Regions from separate parts of the Mus musculus genome. Here region 2 is linked to region 1. A link is a contact called in public Micro-C data. All regions are on one chromosome and are shown on one strand. Each heading gives the region's core, a stretch centred on a gene start, on an enhancer-like site or on the middle of the called end of the contact. The rest is flanking DNA. Distances are from core to core; before and after follow the strand shown.

Region 1 (6,518 bases), core at 1,127-3,626:
ACGGGTCACCCCTGGTCGCCACTTCCAATACCGCTGGGTGGGTGGCGGTCGCGGGCTGGTAGGTTCGAGCCTCTAGCTACAGGACGCGTGCTGAAGAACACGGTGTCTCAGTTCTCAAGTCTCAGACGCTGTCCACTCGAGGTTAGAAAATCGTCCCCGCGCTCACCGGGGCGCCCCCGCCTGCGTGGTGGTGGTGATGGTGGTGATGGTGCGCCTGCGGAGTCTGCGAAGGATGCAGAAGTGGCGCTGTGGCCTGCAGGTGTGAAGCGGAGCCCGAAGCCTGGTGGTACCACGGGTAGTTTCCCAGAAAGGCCGAGGCGGCGCTGCTCGGGCTGGAGCCAGAGCTGCCCGCACCGCCGCCTCCGCTGCCCGGGCCGCCGCCAGCCATCCGCTGCGGCGCGCCGAAGTCCCAGGATGCTGGCGCCGAGACCGGCGGGGAGGCACAAGGAGGAGAAGCGCTGGCTCCAGGGTGCTGCTCGGTGGGTATCTCGCCGCTTTTCCACATCTTCTTGAACTTGGATCGGCGGTTCTGGAACCAGATTTTGACCTTTGTAGAAAAAAAGGAAAAGCCCTGAGCTTTAGTACAGGAACCTGGGCAGGAGGTTGGTGGAGTGGAGACGGCGGGCGAGCAGACCTGGGCTCTGGGCCTCCGCTGCTTCTAGCTACATTGGGGGGATCTCAAAATGCTGATGGATGAGCTCTAAGTATGTGACCAAGGTTCTGGGTAGTGCGGTGTCAGGTCAGTTATGGAACCCGCTTTAGCAGCAGCGAGTGGAAAGGCGTTGTAGTGTGGGATTTCTGTCCACCCGGGTCATTTTCTTTCCTCCCATGCGGCTGCCCCCTTTGAAAAAAATTTCTTATTTTGTTTGTTTGTTTGTTTTAAGCATTGGGCCTAGAAGTTTACTTTGCCCGGAATAAAAAAGCACAGGTGAAAATATACTTTTGAAAAGTTGTTCCGGACGTGCCCGCTTCCTAGAGAAAGCAGGCCATCTCCCACCTTGCTCACCTGAGTTTGGGTGAGGCCCAGGGACGCCGCCAGCTCGGCTCGCTCTGGCAGGGCCAGATACTGGGTCTTCTGGAAGCGTCGTTGAAGGGCCGCCAGCTGGAAACTGGAGTAGATGGTGCGTGGTTTCCGGACTTTCTTTGGCTTCCCGTTCACTATTCGGATTTCAGGCTCAAGGTCTTCCTTGTCTGCAACGAAAAGTGAGTGGTGAGCACCCACCGTCCAACCCCGCGGTCCTAAAGTTCGGAGCGGAGGCCTTTAGAGACTTGAGGAGGCCTTCCCAACTTCAGCACGCGCCGACTGGCCTGGCCACGGAACCCTGCAAGGGACCCGGGGGAGCTGTGCAAGAGAGAAAGAAGAGGCGGGCAGCAAAGCTATGCGCTACCCACAGCATGCCAACTGGCCCAACCGCCCACCGACTCTGTCCCCCGGAGCGTGGAGAGGCAGAAACTGCGATTCGCGTGCAGTTGGAGATTGGGCAGAGTTCAGGGCGGGAGCAAGAGATGCACAGAGTGCAAGGCTAGAGCTCCGGACTGCCCCCCACCCCATGCTTACCCGGTCCCTCCCCGTGACTTGGGCACCCTAGATGCTTGCGATGCTTACCCGGCTCGTTGTTGACCGGAGACGAACTGGTGCCGTAGGGCGCGTAGGAGGTGTACGCGGCGGTGTAGCCCAGGTCGTAGCTGCTTTTGGCGGAGTAGGAGACATTGTTGAGGCCGCTGGCGTGGTACTGGTAGGAGCCCATGTGCGCGTAGGGCGAGGCCCCCCCGCCGCCGCCGCCCGCCGGGTGCTGCTGGTTGGTGTAGTAGCTGCTGTCCGTAGCCGTGGACACCGGGAGGGTTGGCGACTCCTGGGGCTTGTGCAGGCTGCTGTTGCTGCTGCTGCTGTTGCTGTTGCCGCCAGGGCCGGCGCCCGCACCGCTCGGGGGCTGCTGGTGCTGGTGGTACGTGCTGGAGGCGGTGATCTGGGTCGAGTGCATATCAGCCACCAGACTGTCAAAGACTCCAGTCATCCTGACCCGGGACAGGAAAGAGCACGGGTGGCGGGCGAGAGGGGGATGCGAGGCGCCTCCTCTGTCTATCTCTCCGGGTCCCTTCCAGCAACCAATGTAATTACGGGGAGGGGGAGGGAGAGGAAAACAAGAAATGAGGCTACGGTCTAGGCGCCTCCTCCCCTGGAGGAGGCGATCACCGTGCGTGGCTCGGGACCGCAGCTGCTGGCCGCATCCTTCCCGGGCCTCTCGGACCTCTCGGCTCCTGGCCCGGCTCGGGCGGGGGGCGGGCAATGGAGGGGGCAAGAGCGGTCAGACCCGGTAGGGGCTCCAGGAGGCGGGAGCAGGTGAGCGACCCCCGAGCAGCTTTACGATTGTCTGCCGGGCAGGCTCCTGCAGGGTGGGCATTTAACACTTATCACGTGACCGCGGGCAACGTCACCTAGCAACAGCCAATCAGAAGGAATGAGCCGCGGGGCGCCGGGAGTCCGCGACCGGGCGGCCCCGGGACCCGCGTGTCACGTGGCGGGCAAGGCGGCCGCGGTGGGTGCGTGTACAAGCACTGCAGAAAGTGGGTACCCGATCTGGAGCTGGATAGGGTGCGGGATGGCCCGCAACAGGACATAAGGCTCCGGGAAAGAAATGGGGTCTCCCACCTTACTCTGCTTTCAAGAGCCAAGTCTAACGATTTACATCTCTTGTCCAACTTCGCCTTAATCAAATAAAGCCAGGAAGAGGGCCGAGCCAGCTCTGTCTCCTTTTTCTCCAGATACTTTTCCTCGAGGTGCCTGGCTCGCACTACTCTTGTCAGCCACTTTGCACCTGACGGGCAATTGATTTAAATTATCCATAAACCGCGTATAATAACCTATGCTTCCCAAACTACCCACAGAGATATTACGACAATTAATTGGATAATGTTTAACGTTTTTCCTTTTTGCTTGAGAGAAGAGCTCTATAAGCCCAAAGGTATTATTACTAGTAATGTATTTGAAATCACTTTTCCTCATACACATAAAGGTCTCTAGTAATGACGCACATCTGAGCCACTAGCTGGAAACTGATTCTGAGGTTCCCTCCTTGGGAAAGGTAGGCCAGACTAGACAGCCTTCAAAGTCGTTTGCATTGGTGTTTTTATGAAAAGGGGAATGAAAAAAAAAAAGAGATACTGAAGTAATATTAGAGATTTATCAAGATTCATTATCACACGTTTTCTTGATATAAACAATAAATATAAGAAGTTTTATTTTGTCTACTTTATTTTACATTTTCGTGTTCTAGGATCTTACTCCACTGTTGTAATTTCTTTCTCTAGGTTTCTTTCTTTATTTTTATTTTTCTTCTTTCTTTCTTTCTTTCTTTCTTTCTTTCTTTCTTTCTTTCTTTCTTTCTTTCTTTCTTTCTTTCTTCCTTCCTTCCTTCCTCTCTCTCTCTCTCTCTCTCTCTTTCTTTCTTTCTTTCTTTCTTTCTTTCTTTCTTTCTTTCTTTCTTTCTTTCTTTCTTTCTTTCTTTCTTTCTTTCTTTCTTTCTTTCTTTTCCAAGTGATGAGTTCCCCTCTCTGGTGGTTGGGATTTTCAAAAGAAGGGTGATGGATGGACTCAGCGCAGTGATGGACTCTCAAGTTTGAAGATTGCGGTAGCGCCTGCTTTGTGGCGCCACCTGGTGGACAGTGTAGGAGGTTGTTACAGGCCTGGTAGACAGTCTAATCACGCCCAGGCGCCAGCCTCTGAAACCCCCCAAAAGAACAAAATAGTAATTAAAAGCCACAAAATTGTGCTAGTGCGCGCCATCTGAAGCATCCCTTCCTAAAGACATAACATGTCACTGAAAGAACTTGTTACAACAACTGCCTAATGGAAAACAAGTTGATACTTTAAAAAATACGATCTTTGGTCTTCCCCAGAAAAAGCAAGTGTGTAATTAAAACTCCAGCATTCACACAGCGGAATAATGAGGCAGGTAATGCGCCTTCCAGTCTGCCTGGATTTAGTTCTCAGCCACTTGGCTAAGGAAGGCCTAGAGAATGGGGAAGAATGAGTTTTATTAGAAACGCTCCCTGGTGGGACTCGCCTGCACCAGACCAGACCCTCCCTACTGTATTGACTTTAAACTGCTTCCTGCCCCTTTTATGTGCATCAACGGTATCTCAAGGTTTTTAATCCAGATTGCCTTTTAGCGACTCGATTTCAAGTCCCTGTGCTCTGACACCACACGAGTAGCTGTTTTGCCCTAATAAAAGGAAAAAAACCAATCAAAATTAAAATTAAAAATCAGAATCAGAATTAAAAATCTGATTGCGCTTTCTCTGCCCCTTTGTTGCCAATCAAGCCTGTCCTGAAGGCATACTGGTGGTGGAAAGTTTTCTGCATTCTATTTCTTTCTCAATCCCCAGAAACAGTGTAAACTCAGGTGAGATTTATAAAACAGCATCATTCTGGAATAAATAGGACCTGGGCCCTCTTTTATCTTGGACACAAGATGAGTGCCCTGTAGCCTGGGAAGTGGATGCAGCTCTGAGCCTAGAGAGGGGAAAAGCTGCAAGGGGAAGGAGAGAGACCTATAGCTGGGGGGGGGGGGGGGACCTAGGCTTGAAGTGTCCTGATAAGCCAGACACAAATCTACATCTTGTTCCATTTACTAATTTTGTTTTCTTGAGGCACAATCTCAGGACGCTGTGCTGGCTAGTCTGGAACTTGCTGTGTAGACGAACCTGGCTTCAAATTCACAACCATCCTCCTGTCTACATCTGAGTTCCTGAGTGCTGGGATTACAGGCATGAGCCACCCCACCCCCACCCGCCAAAATCTAGGTTCATCCAAATTGTCTCATTGCTTTGTAAGAAATAGCCAACGGATTTCTCTACTTTGGTCTAAAGTGAAGCACCCTAAGTATTCTTGTATTGATTGTATTCTTGTATTGATTGATATTTTACACTTTGAGCCCCAGTTCTGAGGAGAGCCACTCTGCTCTCCTCAGACAGAAGAGGCCTCAAGAGGGAGTTGAGATGAATTTGGAGAGAAACTGGCTGCCTGAATGAGGCTAGTTTGCCTTGGTGCTTGCTCCTTCCCTTCAGTTATTATTCCTAGCCCCAGAGTTCTTTTAGTCTGCCTAGATCTAGTAGAGGAGGGTTAGGTGTCTCAATGCAGACTTTGTGTGTTTCAACACATCTCAGTTTGCAGCCTGTTCCTCAGAGTGTAGCTTGATCCACCCATTCCCTTTGTAGCAATGAACATCTCGAGGTTCTTGGATAGAAGAAAACAACTTCTTTCGCATCAGGTGCTTCACTCAACTTCAGCTGTCAGCCAGCTGCCTTCTCTGTTGCTACAGCACAAATCCCAGTAGTGTTTAGGGTAAGCCCTCAAACACCCAGGATTTCCAGAGGCTCCAAGCTGGAGAGTGAAGGTTCACTTAGGGCTCCCCCTAACCCCCTGGCCAGATTCCCTCGATTTCGCTTGGCCCAGAACTTTGCCTCTGCTTGTCTACTGGGTGTCCTGCACCAAGCTGAGAGGTGAGATCTGGGAAAGAAGGCACCCGCCCCACTCCCCCAGGGCTTCCATGTTGGTCTGCACATTCCAAGGCTAGTTTGACTACCTACTCTCTGGCTATGGTCCCAGGGTGAATCTTTGCTTGCTGCTGGTCCCAGGAGTGATGCTTGGTGTGTGTGTGTGTGTGTGTGTGTGTGTGTGTGTGTGTGTGTGTATGTGTTTATGTGTGTGTGTATGTGTGTGTGTCTTGGGGGTACCACCCCTATAGCTCTGGAGACCTGCAATTTCTAAATCTCTTAAGCTTTGTCCTGGAACTCAAAGCTGTGGGGAAAGGGCAGGGATTTGTCTCTGGAGACCTCCCAGTCCTGCCCGTCTCATACTGGCTTCTCTATCACAGCCACACAGCTACCCCAGAAAGTTCTTGTTAGTGTCTTTAACACTGGTTCTCCCAGCAAGACCCTAAGGTTTCCTCCAGGAATCCAGGGAGCCACACAGAATCCCATCCCTTAAGCCTTCACATGGACAGACTCCAGAGCCTGTATTCTTGAAACTCAAGTTTGTGTTTTAGTTTTCCTTCCTAGGCTCAGCAAGAGGTCACAATGCTTTCAAGGGTTGGGCTTGTTAGCCCAGCTAAGTGGGTGGGGTCTTCTGCTAGGTGCTTCCCTGATAGCTCCCCAGGGGCATCTTTGCCTTTCCTTTCTCCACCTTAAGTGGTCCTGAGTACAAGGCTCTCTACTGCTCCCAATCTCACTACTGGCACTTCCTTGTTGTAACATAGTGTCCGGATCTGGGGATCACTAAGGTCCGGTGGCCTACAGTCTAGTAGAGAAGGCAATTGCTAGAACATATCCTAGACTGAGTCGGTCACTCATTAACCCTAGCTTCTGCCAAGCCTTTACCATCCATCTTAGCTGTGAGGAATCCATAGAGTGGGTATAGAATTGACAGAGAGGGAAACAAAGGCATAGCCCCAGATCTCTTGTTTATGACAAGGACAAACGGTAGTGATGTGTTTCTTAAAAGATAAAGAGAGGGTGGT
Region 2 (6,554 bases), core at 2,473-4,972, 1.4 Mb after region 1:
AGGTACTCATCATCTAGAAATACCAAGCTAAATTGTCATTAGGTTGAGCATCTGCATTTGGCTTTGGACAGAACACATTAATAGATATCTTTGTCTAGAACCTAGATTAGAAAATGAACATTAATGGAAAAATTGGCAAAACTCAAAATCTGTAGCTACCCATGTTAGTGATACACAGATTTGAAAACTGTGCCACAATAAGGCAGCACGGGGGGTAGCTGGGTAAAGGTGAAGGTCGTGACTCTGACACTGGATTTCCTGCTTTGCCCTAAATCTAAAAACATCCCACAACCCTCAAGACACTACGGTCCTCTAGTGATCTCCAGTAATTTTAGAGTACTTAAATATATTTAAGTATAGTTTTAAATATTGAAAATATCTTTTAAGCATTCTGAAAAAAACTTTAAACTACTTTTAAACTAGAAACCAACTTTTTTCCCCATTAATGTTCAGACAAAAATGACAGCTCTCATATTTTTCACCTTATTCAACTTTCAGCTCAGTTTACTTCAACTTTGCTCAAAGTGAAAAATTTGGAAGAACTCAGATTTATCGAGCATCAAACATGCACCAAAAAATTCCAAGTTTAGAGGCTTCTCTAGCAAACTGTATTTTCATATTATTACTTTTACTAAATTCAGAGTGTTCATGTTCATCTGGCAGGAAATGGTGTTCTTAGTAATGTTGTGATAGGTCAGAGATCTTAAAGAAGCCCAAGAACATGACACAAACACATGGCTGGGGTCAGTCTAGTGATCCACTAGAGTTGGAGTCTAAGCATGATGCTTTCAACCCTGTGCTTCTCCTCACCACTCCCCTCCCCATCTGTAAGCACATTCTGAAACTTTGATAGTTACATGAAAAATTGCACTTTATTTAAAGTTTATTTTTCAATTTTACTTCTGAGGTAGTTTATTAAGGAAAACAATAAACTTAATTTGACACTTTGGGACTAGGGAAATATAACTTACTTTAAAAGTTTACTAATCTGCTTAACGTTTCTTTAAATTTAAAAGTTTTCCCAAACAGCTTTTGATATTTTAATATGCTTAAAAAATACATGACATTAAAAATGCTCCCACTGTCCATAGTCTAATTTCAGACTAAAAATATCTATTTACTAATACAGAGTAACAACGTTGAATGACTAGTATACAACAGCTAACTTTTCTAACAGTGACAACTAAACTGACACTACATAAATCGATTGCTATAAACCTCTTAAAAACTTAGTCTTGAGGCGTGTTTTAACTATCTTAACAGGTGAACACACCTTTTCACAGTAAGCTAAGAGCAGCAATGGTCCACACAGATGTAAAATTCACATTGTCTACAGCACCTAATTTTACACTGAGTCTTCACTAAGACTTGCCGCTCCTCTCCACAACCTAGAGGTTCTAAAATTTACAAAAGAATCCCATCAGACTCGTTATAATAAAAATAACATTTAGCCAACCAATTTCAACTCTTAAAAGTATGAAGTGTGCTAACAAGCATGTAAACAAAATGACTTTCATCTACTTTTTAAGATTGATATTCTAGAAAACCTCAAAGGCCAAAGTTATTACTAACTTCAAATTCAAATTTCAATAGCCTCCCAACTATTTCACTTAACCCTACTCAGAACAAAACTAGTGCAAAGTTGGAGTAGTCTGCAAAACGCCAACAATTCTGAATGATCAGGTTAAAAAATAATAATAATAAAAATGTTCGTCCCTGCGTATAAAAGAACACCCTCCTTAAATGATCAAATACCCAAGATCTGGAAACTTGCTCCAGATTCAAAAACTCTAGAAACTAGAGCCATCCTTGCCTCGGTAGGTGATACTATCTGTGACCGATAGGCTGTGCTTGCAAATGTAGTGCAAAGAGCGAGTGAGTTTTCAAGTCCTGATACGAATTACTTAAACATCCATTTTGGAGTCCCGTGCCCACCCCCCACCTCCTCCGTCTCAGACTTCATTTTGTGAGGAATTTTGCGCGCGATGCCGCAGTGACAATCTCCGGAAAGCGCGGGCCGGCCCGGGCTCCCACCGGGGACGCGAGCGAGCAGGGAAGCGCGGCAGAGCCGGACGGCCCGCGCGTGACGGCCGCGCGGCGGCGGGAGGCCTTGGGCTGGCGGGCTGGCGGGCGGGCGCGCCGCAGGCCCGGGATGGCGGGCGGGCGGGACTTACCGCTCCGGCGGCGGCGGCGGGGACCCCGGCGGCGGCGGCAACGGCCGCCTCCTCGTCGTCGTCGCCCGGCGATGGCGGCCCTATCTTGCTGCAGGTAGCGGCCAGCAGAGCGAGCGGTGACGGCTGAGTGTCCTACCCGCGATGGGCGGGTTCAGAGAGGGAGACAGGGAGGGGGGTGGCGGTTAGGGCCGGGCCCGCTCGCACAGGAAGTACGGCTCGCTCCGCGCCTGGCCGCGCCGCCAACCCGGCCCCGCGCTCTCCTCCTCCTCCTCCTCCGGGGTCTGCGGCGCCTCTCCCCGCGCTCGGTGGCCCGCGGCGGACGGCTGCGCGCCGGGCCTCTTCCCTCCGTCCGGATCCCACCCGGGAGGGCGCGCACACTTGCACACTCACACACACACAAACACACACACAAAAAGGCGGCGGGCGGGGGCGCGCGGGCGGGGTCGGAGCGTTGGCGCCTCGGGCGGGCAGCTCCCGGGGCGGGGGAGGGGCGGGCGAGCGCGCGCGGGAGGGAGGGAGGGAAGGAGGGAGGGCGAGGGGAGGAGAAAGCGGCGCGCGGGGAGCCCGGCCGCGCTCAGCCGCTCCTCACCTGGGCCGCCGCCGCCGCCGCGCCGTTTCCGTGCTGCTGCTGTTGCTGCTGCTGCTGCTGTAGATACTCGCCGTGGCCGCCGCCGCCTCCGCCGCCGTCCACGTCCAAGGCAGCCATTTCCTCTTGTTTCACGGGCTTTTCGGGAGCTGCAGGCACAGCGCGGGGGGAGGGGGGAGGAGGAGGGTGGGGTGGGGAGGAAGGCGGGTGCGGGGAGGGAGGGGGCCCGCGAGCCGCGGCCACATTAGTGAGCGCCGGGCGGCCCGGGCCCTGCCCCTCCCCTGCCCTCCCCCCGGCCGCGGCGGCCACGGCGGCGGCGGCGCGCTCCCTCCTCCCCTCCTGCTGCCCCCGCCCGCCGCGGCTGTAACCCTCCTCCTCCTCGTTCCCTCCTCCTCCTCCCCGCGCTGCCCCTGCCCCCTCTCCTCTCCTCTCCTCTCCTCCCCTTTCCCTCCGCGGCGCTCGCTCCTCTCGCACCGTCAGTCACTCGCACACGCCCGCCCGCCGCCGCCGCCCGCGCCCGCACACAGGGGGGATGCGCTCCCGGCGGACCGGGCCGCCCGCCCGGAGCCCGGCGGGCACTCGGCGCTGGGGCTGGAAGGGCTGGACAGCTGGCTGGCGGAGATGGGAGTGCGGCTTTCTGCCTCCGCCGACACTCGGTCGCACGCTCCCGGAGGCCGGGAGCCGGCGGTGGCGGCCCCGGGCTGGCTGTGGGCGGCAGTGGCAGCGGCGGAGGCAGCGAGGGTTGCTCTCTCTCGGCTTTACGTACCGGTCATAGTGTGTTTAGGACAGCTCAGGCGGGGCTCCCCGCCGCCTTACACATGGTGAGAAGCGAAGGCGGCGGCGGCGGGAGAGGATGCGGGAAGCGGCGGCGGACACGGCCGGAGCGGTCCGGGGAATTTTTTTTTTCCTATTTTGATTGACTGTGCGGGAAACACAAAAGGTGGAGCCTCCAGCCCAAAAGGGGGGAAGAGGGCGACAGCCCGCCCGGAAGTTCCGCCCCTCTTCCCGGCTCTCATTTGCCGCTAGGCTCTCCGTCAGCTCTGTTCATTGGTCCGGACGCCTGTCCGTCGCTCGGCCTGGCGGCGGGCTTCCTGTTTGCCCCCGGGTTGAAGGGGAGAGACAATGAGCGGCCGTGGCGCCGTAGGTTCTCCAGAACGGCCCCGGCTCGCGCGTTACCCCGCTGTGCCAGCCTCGTTCCTCGGCTGCGGCTGCCAGACCCGAGGCGCAGGCCTCTTCCACTGGCTGGCCCTGTGTGCAGGCCTCGCCAGGCTGTCGGGGAGCCGAGCTGGGGAGGAAGTCCGTCCCCGGTGGCTCCGGCTCCACTCGACGTCTCCTCCATCCTGGCAGCCGACCGGACTGGATCTCCCCAGGGCCCGGGCGCTCGGAGCTGCGTCTTGCCAGCGCTGCCAGGAGGCCACCGCCGCTCGGCCCCAGGGCTGCTGCTGCTACTGAGCAAACCGGACCCGCCCCACGAGCCCTGGGGGAGGGAGCTGGTATTGGGGGAGACACCCCCTCCGAGGCTGGAGGAGGACGTTTTCACACACATTCAGCTCTTGGTCGCAAGTCGGATCCATCACCTTCTCATCCTCCCGAGCTTAGCCCGTGGTTACCAACCATCTACTTTTGTGGACCCTGGAGGCGGGCACTTAGAGCAAAAAGATATCTCCAGTCCCTTCATAAAGAAAAAAGGTTTTAGTTCTGGCCAGTGATATCAAAGCAGGCTTAGTTATGTTTTTATTCAATGAGATACAGTCACCCTTTAAAATCAGTTTGCTGCACACACAAACTACCTGCTTCTTAACCAAGAAAGTCAGTCAACATTTGTTAAAACAGTACATCTAAAAAGTATCCTTCCTCTTGGGAGCGTTTAGTTACTTTTTTTTTTTTTTTTAAATTTTGTACTTAGTGGTGTATTAACACCCCTTCCTTTGACATCCTCAATGCCTTGCAGTCAGTCATTCAGGAGAAAAAAGTGTTCTGCAAACAACAGACAGAACGTTGTCTATTACCTCTAGATACTTTTGCTTAAGAAAGGTTGAATTTAAGAGTAGGAAACACTATCCACAATACTTTTATTAGAAATCTACCTCAAGCAAGAATAAACATCCCAATTATTGTACTTGTATGTTTTGTATGAGGTTGAAGGCAAAGCATTTAAACTAGCTTTGTATACACGAACTTGAAAATTCATGGGGGGGAGGGGCAGTGCATACATCGGTTTCAGAAGCCTTTTTGGACTTGTTTTTTTGTTTTTTGGTTTTTTCTCGTTGGTTGTGGTTTTTGTTTTCAAGACAGTTTCATGTGTAGCCTTGGTTGTCCTGAAACTGGATTTGTAGACCAGGTTCACCTGGAACTCACAGAAACCCACCTGCCTCTGCCTCCTGAGTACTGGGATTAAAAGTGGGGGCCATCTCCGCCAACTACTTCGTGGTAATTTTTAATACAGTGACACATGTTCTCTTTCTCTTGTGTCATGCAAGCAAGAACAGTCTTTCAGGGCCAAAAACCAGATAACTCAAACTAGCTGTTTTGAGGCAAAGCTCTTAAAAATGCACATCAGTGCTGGGCGGTGTTGACACACGCCTTTAATCCCAGCACTTGGGAGGCAGAGGCAGGCGGATTTCTGAGTTCAAAGCCAACCTGGTCTACAGAGTGAGTTCCAGGACAGACAGGGCTACACAGAGAAACCCTGTCTCGAAAAAACAAAAACCAAAAAAAAAAAAAAAAAAAAAAAAAGAATGAACATCAGCAAGAGTATGACTCAGCATAAGGTGAGATTCAGTAGACTTCTCCAACCACAGTTGAGTCACTGTGACACCCTATGTTAAGATGACCAAAAGCAAAATGGTCTCTTGCAAGAATACTTATTTCTTAACTAGTGCAAATACACTAAAGTATATGCAAAGCATAAAGCCGGTATTTAGATAAATACATGTAGTAACATACAGTATAATTTACGGTGGATTAATATGTTTTTGTACAGTCATTAAATGAGAATCAAGTATTATCATGAACAAATCTCGAAACAACAGTAAGATCTGTTTTCCCCTGTCCCCACGACTTGGCCCAGTTTCTTGTTTTCTCTCAAGATTTTCACAAGCTATTCCTGGCCAAGAAACAAAACCAGATCACCCTATTCCCCAGTAGACTAGGACAAAGTTGGTAATAACATCAGCTACAACTCCAAGAGAAGGAAATCAAGCTTAGTCTGTAAGGTACCTCACTGACTAGCTAGAAACGTTATATGGTGTCATGGTCAGCGATTAGTCTACCATATCAAACTAAAATGGAGGTACTATGGGGGGGGGGGGGGGTTTGGGCTCTGAATTTTTTCTTCATCTAATGAGTAGGTTCAGAATATGTAGACCTGTGCTAATTATTAAAGGATATTTTAAAACATACTAAGTTGTGACTATATACGGATATACATAATAACTGTTAGTGTTAGTTTTACTTGTCAATTTAACACAATCTAGAATTACCTGAAAAGACAGTCTTAATGAGGGATTATCTGGATCCGTCTGACCTGTGTCTATGAGGGACTGTCTTCATTAAATTAACTGATATGGAAAGACATAGTCCACTGTGAGTGGCACCGTTTCCTTCATTTATTTGGGTCCTGGACCATATAAGAGCAGAGACAATAGGCTGAGCTGTAAACATGCAAGCATTCAATTCTCTTTTAGTAAGGATTCGATGTGACCTAAAGTCCAATATGACTGAAGTTCCTGCTTCCTTGGGTTCCCTTCTAGAAAGGACTGAAATAAATTTTTCTTCTTTTAAAGTTGTTCTTT

What was found. Hi-C and Micro-C count contacts between places; a contact is called where the count stands out from the background.
Region 2: a Micro-C map of embryonic stem cells shows a contact between it and region 1, with 6 times the contacts expected there. The contact joins the promoter of Sp3 here to the promoter of Dlx2 in region 1. A contact is called at or near these places in 1 of 39 promoter capture datasets (hippocampal neurons), 1 of 484 Hi-C or Micro-C datasets (embryonic stem cells) and 2 of 115 datasets of contacts at active chromatin or transcription factors (embryonic stem cells and pancreatic cancer cells).

The regions. Positions count from the first base shown.
Region 1 is chr2:71,544,378-71,550,895 of GRCm38.p6, forward strand. It overlaps Dlx2 (distal-less homeobox 2), which reads right to left and starts at 2,377. Exons shown (of 3, transcript NM_010054.2): 1 at 1,607-2,377; 2 at 1,007-1,191; 3 at 1-547. The coding sequence starts at 2,015. The coding sequence ends at 143.
Region 2 is chr2:72,976,724-72,983,277 of GRCm38.p6, forward strand. It overlaps Sp3 (trans-acting transcription factor 3), which reads right to left and starts at 3,723. Exons shown (of 7, transcript NM_001018042.3): 1 at 3,527-3,723; 2 at 2,764-2,909; 3 at 2,175-2,306. The coding sequence starts at 3,533. Sp3os (trans-acting transcription factor 3, opposite strand) reads left to right here and starts at 2,709. Exons shown (of 3, transcript NR_045269.2): 1 at 2,709-2,872.